Regions from separate parts of the Mus musculus genome. Here region 1 is linked to region 2. Evidence: chromatin contacts called from public promoter capture Hi-C data. All regions are on one chromosome and are shown on one strand. The core of a region is the stretch at or near the end of the contact, and the rest is flanking DNA. Distances in the headings are between cores, read along the strand shown.

Evidence for each region. Promoter capture Hi-C pulls out the DNA fragments that hold promoters and counts their contacts.
Region 1: a contact with region 2 is called in a promoter capture Hi-C map of embryonic stem cells. The contact joins the promoter of Pacs2 here to the promoter of 1700127F24Rik in region 2. A contact is called at or near these places in 3 of 39 promoter capture datasets (cranial neural crest, embryonic stem cells and neural stem cells), 1 of 15 datasets of contacts at CTCF or cohesin (the G1E-ER4 cell line), 28 of 484 Hi-C or Micro-C datasets (B cells, the Ba/F3 cell line, CD4 T cells and 16 more), 20 of 115 datasets of contacts at active chromatin or transcription factors (CD8 T cells, DN3 thymocytes, the HPC-7 cell line and 11 more) and 3 of 9 other capture datasets (adipose tissue, liver and pancreatic islet).

The regions. Positions count from the first base shown.
Region 1 is chr12:113,013,144-113,015,843 of GRCm38.p6, reverse strand. Pacs2 (phosphofurin acidic cluster sorting protein 2) reads right to left here and starts at 1,336. Exons shown (of 24, transcript NM_001081170.1): 1 at 1,162-1,336. The coding sequence starts at 1,280.
Region 2 is chr12:112,874,485-112,877,184 of GRCm38.p6, reverse strand. 1700127F24Rik (a long non-coding RNA gene) reads left to right here and starts at 1,359. Exons shown (of 6, transcript XR_873068.2): 1 at 1,359-1,572; 2 at 1,795-1,911; 3 at 2,023-2,123; 4 at 2,485-2,700.

The DNA of each region.
Region 1 (2,700 bases), core at 87-2,586, 140 kb before region 2:
GGGAGAAAGAGAAAGGCTGACTGGTGTATGGGGTGGGGGGCATGGGGACCCTTGGCTCTCATTAAGGGAACTCAGAGACTGCTAAAGGAATTCAAGGGCCAGTGTGAAGTCTCAGGGCAATGCTGTAGAGAGCCAGAATTAAGTGTGGAGATCAGTTCATCTCTCCCTCCCCCCACCCTGCTTTAGGGGCCTGGGAGATGCTCCCACTGAGGCAAAAGCTGACCCTCAGGTCTCAGTCCTCCAGATGCCCCTCAGATCCATCCTTCCTTTCCCAAAGCCACAGACAGACCCAGAGGGCCTTGTGCATTCTAGAAGGGTAAAACCACTATCTAGTGGCCTCTGTACCCCCAACACCACACTCAGAGGCCTGCTGAAAGAACACAGAAAGTTCCCCTTCTCCTTCCTAGCATCTCTCTACTCAGATCCCCCTCCAGGGCACACTGTCCAAGTTCTGTGCCTGGAAGGCTCTTTGGTGATAAGGCCACTTTCCCTGACTCCCCAGAGGGAAGCCTGGAGCGCCCTCAACCTGGTGTCTAGAGTTCCTCTTTTCTCTCACTAGCTGAAGCTCCCGAGTAGGAGCCAAGTCAAGAAATCACAAAAGTTTCAAGCTGGGCACTAGAATGGGAAGCTGTAGTCCACACAGAGATGGGTGGCCACAGTGTCCGCCCAGCGGGTAAATTTTGTCTAACCCTTTCCACGGGGCGAGGAGGAGGTCGCCTACCCAGGGGAGAAAGACCAGGCTTGTGCAACGGCAAAATTAACAGCTCCAAGCAAAGAGTACAACGGTCTCGGGAGCTCTCGTCACAACGCCGGACACAAGGCCGACAGGTGAAGAGAGCGCAGACCTCACCCGCAGGGTAGATGGAGAGGAGACAGCGGCGTGTCCCGGGAGCCTCAGGCCCAGGCCTCTGGGGTGTGACAGTGCCGCTGCACGCCGGAGGAGAGCTGTGGCACTAGCCGAGAGCTCCACCGCCTGAGGTCCGCTGCGCAGCCCGGCCCGGGACGCAGGTGTCAAGGTGCGGGCAGAGCACCGGCCGGGCGAGCCACAGGCCCGCTGCCCCGCCCCGGCCCTCGCCTTGCAGTCACCCGCGCGCGCTCGGGGGCGCGGGGTCCCGGCCCGCAGGCAGGTGCGCGCGGACAAAGCGCAGCACGGGGGCGTACCTGGGCACGCAGCTGGGGCTGGAGCCGTCCACCTCCCAGGTGGCAAACAGGTTCATGGGCACCGGAGTGTTGAGCGCTCCGGGCGCGCCGGGCAGGCCGAGGCGGCCCCGCTCGGCCATGGCGCCGGCCCCGCCGTCCCTCGGCGGCCTGGGGCTGCGCCGGGCCGCGGGAGCGCGGCGGGCGGGCGGGCCGGGCGCGCGGAGGGCGGCGGCGCGGTCACATGGCGCCGGCGGGCGGCGGGAGTCCGGCAGGCCCGCGGGCGGTGTCCAGGCTGCGCCCGCGCCCCGCCCCCTGCCGCACCGCGCCGCCTATTGGTCGACGGGGCAGGGCTCGCGCGGCGCACCCAATCACCGCCCACCGGAAGTGAGGCGCGCGCCCCAGGGCGTCTCCGGCGCCCAGCCGCGGGAGCGAGCGCGCGCGGCGGCGCACAGGCTGTGCCCCTCTCAGGGACTCAGGCGAGCGACGTGATGGCTGCGGGAGTGACCAGGTCTACGAACCCCTCACGCTCCCTGCGGCGGACCGCGGGCCTAGGGACGTGACCATGTATCCCGGTGACTCTCATCCGGTTGCCATCCTGCGTGTCCCCGCACAGGCCCCTAAGGCCTGGCTCTCGCACTCTGTAGGCCCCACCCACCCTTATTCCTTGAGGAGTTTCAGCCACCATCTGTCCTCCCTAGCTGCCCCATCCAGCAACCTCCGCCCATCCAGCCTCCTCCTATATTCAGCAGTGCTTTATTTATTTATTTTTAAGTTTTTCTCAAGAGCATCTCAAATATTTGGTACAGGGTGCATTCTCCCTTGCTCGCAGTGAACTTGGGCCAATAGGAGGGGCGGGTGGCCGATCAGACTGCAGGGCCCAGTAGGCAGGGGATTCCAGGCATGGCCTGGAGAAGGCCGGCTAGGCTCTGGGCCTCAGGAAGAAGCTCTCAGTGGCAGATGTCCCTCCCCCTCTTTTTGGCTGTCTTTGGTCAAAGTCAACAAATTTAGGGAAAAGCTTTTCTGGCATGTCTTGTTTCTTTGTATCCACGGCTTTACACAATTGCCTTTCTCCCGCTAGGTTCCATGTCTTATTATCTTCTAGTAAGCTTATTGAAACAATTCTAACTCAAATCAATCTGACCTGGCTGTCCCTCCTTGCCCTTCAGGTTTACCCAATAGTCCTGTTTTCTGCCTTTCTTCCCAGGAAGGCATTGTGGGGGTGGTCCCTCCTCTGCTATGACACCCCAACCCCTTGCCATCTACATTTGGAGCTCCTCTGCCAGAGGCAGCCTCCTGCTGTAACTCCAGGATGGGAGCTGCAAACAGCTGCAGCTGCTTAAAGCCAGAGTCTGCTTTGAAGAGAACAAGGGGACCTGTGTTTTCCTCATGTTCCTCACTCGCTGGGGTGGTAAAACAAAGTCCAGAGGGTCTGTCAGTCTGTGGCCAGCTGAAATGAATATTGTCTGACATTGCAGCCCTATTGGGGCCAGTAGTAAGGCTTGTACCTAGGAAACCAGAGGCTGTGTTCACCGAGCTTCATCAGCCTTGGTGGACAGGCTG
Region 2 (2,700 bases), core at 110-2,609:
AAGCGTAGTGAGGCCACTTGGAAGGATGGAGTAAGTCCAAAGCCCACTCCAACCACCACAAGTGTGGAAACAGGATATTCATTACTGTCATTCTATCCAGTAAATGGGGAAACTGAGGCAAGTGATCTCTCCAGATGGCTGCGCATCTCAGGAGCTCCCATAACCTCTGGAGACCACCTCTGGTGGACTCCGGAACTAGCCCATCCCCTTGGGTTCTGAGACGCTGCCCTTGTCTTCCTGGGCTTAGAGGGTGCCTCTCCTTCCCTCTAGTCGATCCCATGTCCCAGGATTAGTTGTTGAGAGAGATTGGAGATAGGCAAACTACCACCCAGCTCACAGCGACCACGAGAGAAACCGTACTAGAAGAGTCTCGGATTTCCTTGTCTGGCTGCAGCCCTGACCGGCATCAGGCTGCACATTGGGTAGTAAGGAGTCAATCACTGCTGGTGCTAGAACTCCAAGATAGAGCCAGAACTCTAGGAGCCAGAGTTCGAGAGCCTGGGGAGTCGAGACTAGCCCCGCCTCCATCTTGCGCCTGGGCCGGGCTGGCAGGGTTTGGGCGTGGCCCGCTAGCTGGAGTTGGCCGGGATCAAAGGGCGGAAAGCGGGCCTCCGCCCACACCCACTGAGACAGGAATCTGTGGCCCAGGGGGACAGAATCTTCAGCCACATTCCGGGTGCCCGGGGCCCAGCAAGGCAAGGGTGGGGCGGAGCTGGAGTGCCAAGACTGGCATCACGGAGCGTGGGAAAGACTGCGCTACCAGCACTCAGCTCCAGCTGCCTGGGAGGCAGGCGGTAACTTTTGCCAGATCCAGGCGGTGGCCTTGCCCAATCTGGCTGCCCTGGATGGCATTAGGCAGGAGGGTCAAAGGGGGTCCACACTGCCAATCCAATTCCTGCCTGTTGTACTGGCTCTGGGCTGGTAGGGCCACAGTGGGGAGGGGGCACTGTTAGGTGGGCATTCTACAGTTGCATCAGGCAGCAGGGGTTCTTTATAGGAGTCGATGGAGTTTTGCAAACTCTCCTCCCGCTGAGTAATAGGAACCTGCCTGTAAACAGCAGCCCTGAAGCCCCTGTACTGGCTGAGGATAGACCCCTGGTCCCAGGGTCCAATTATTGCTTCCTCACACCACCATCAACCTCAAGGTCAAGTAACATTCCTGGAGTCATGCAGCAAGCTGGACGCAAGCTAGACACAAGCTGGTTCAGGGTAAACTTGGAAAATTCTGAGGCCCAAGTCTTCCAGCCCTAAGTGTCAGGACCAATGATGTCCCTTTCTCTGGCACGTGTCCTCAGTGGGAGAATGGCATCACAATACTACCTCCCTGAGTCGTCATGATGATGTGAGGTCCCAGCCAACACTCTGCCTCCGGAGCCCTCTCTGGCTCCAAGAACATGGTCTCCCACCTTATCTGTGGAGCTGGGTGCCCCCTGGTGGCCGCAGTGTTGACTTAGGTTTTAGGCTAGCTTTCCCAGCCTATGTCCGCGTGCCAGAGGAGGCCAGCTGGTCTCATCACTGCTCGTCTGGGAGAACGTACTCAGCTTGGACCTTCGGGTGACCATGCTGAAGGAGGTGTGGGTCAGGCTGAGGTGTTTGGTCCTAGACTCCGTTTTCTATGACACAAAACTTGGGAAACCCACAGTGACCTAGCATAGGGGTTCTGGGACTAGACATTTATAGCCATCTATATGGTTTGGGACATGAATACGTGGGTAAGGCTTTGGTGACTAATGCATAAGAGCATGCACCTGTGCCTGTCTGTCTACACTTAGTCTGACACTCTCTTGCTCCCAGAGCCCAGAGCATCATGATAAAGCAACTGAGCAGCTGCTGAGGAGGTTCGGGAGAGGTGGCTCCGTAGGGGCTCCTGTGGTTTGCTCCCAGAAACTGCGACAATGACACATTCATCAGGTATTGTCCCATCGTGACATGGAAATAAAACCTTTTGCATAGATTGGTAGATAGAGGCACAAACCATTTGGTAAAGTGGCTGCAATTCACTGCCCTCTTGGCTTTCTCTAGTGGCTGTTTTGTAGCCCTCACCTGGCATCTTTGGCAGAGATGGATTCCCCTACTCAGTGAGTGAGGGACTCTGAGGAGGTTGGCCTAGAAGAAGGAAAGAGGTTTGTGTGCATCTGGGGTGGGGGTGGGGGGAATCCCATCTCTTCCTGATCTTACCCTCCCTAGCCCAGCAGGCCCAGGGTAGAAGTTGTTGGGACCACAACGAAGCCTCCTGAAACTCCCCTGCAATGTGCTCAGAGGGTCCCTATGAGTCCAGTGGTTTGATAGGCAGAACTGGGTTCCCAGAAGGGAGGGAGTCGGGGCTGGTCCTATGGAGTGGTTAGGGGTAAAGAAGTTAGATTTAGTCTTACTCCACCTGAGTGCTTATGAGGCTCATCTTTCCTAGGGAGGGGACAGACAGAGAGGGGATCAATCGGGAATCTCGCCTCTTCTTGGTCTTGCCCTCTTCTCCCCTTGTCACAGATCTGTGCAAGTCATCAAGTCTCCAGTGTCACGAATAACTGGTTTCTGTGCAAAACTCTATGTTGGGAGGGCTGCATCTGGGTGAGAATGCATTACACCTGGATTTCTGAATCTGCAAATTGAGAACAATAGCAATCCGTACTTCACCCGGTTATTTTGCAAATACAACATAGGCGAAGGCTTGGTGCGCTCCTAGCATTTCTGCCTGGACATCAG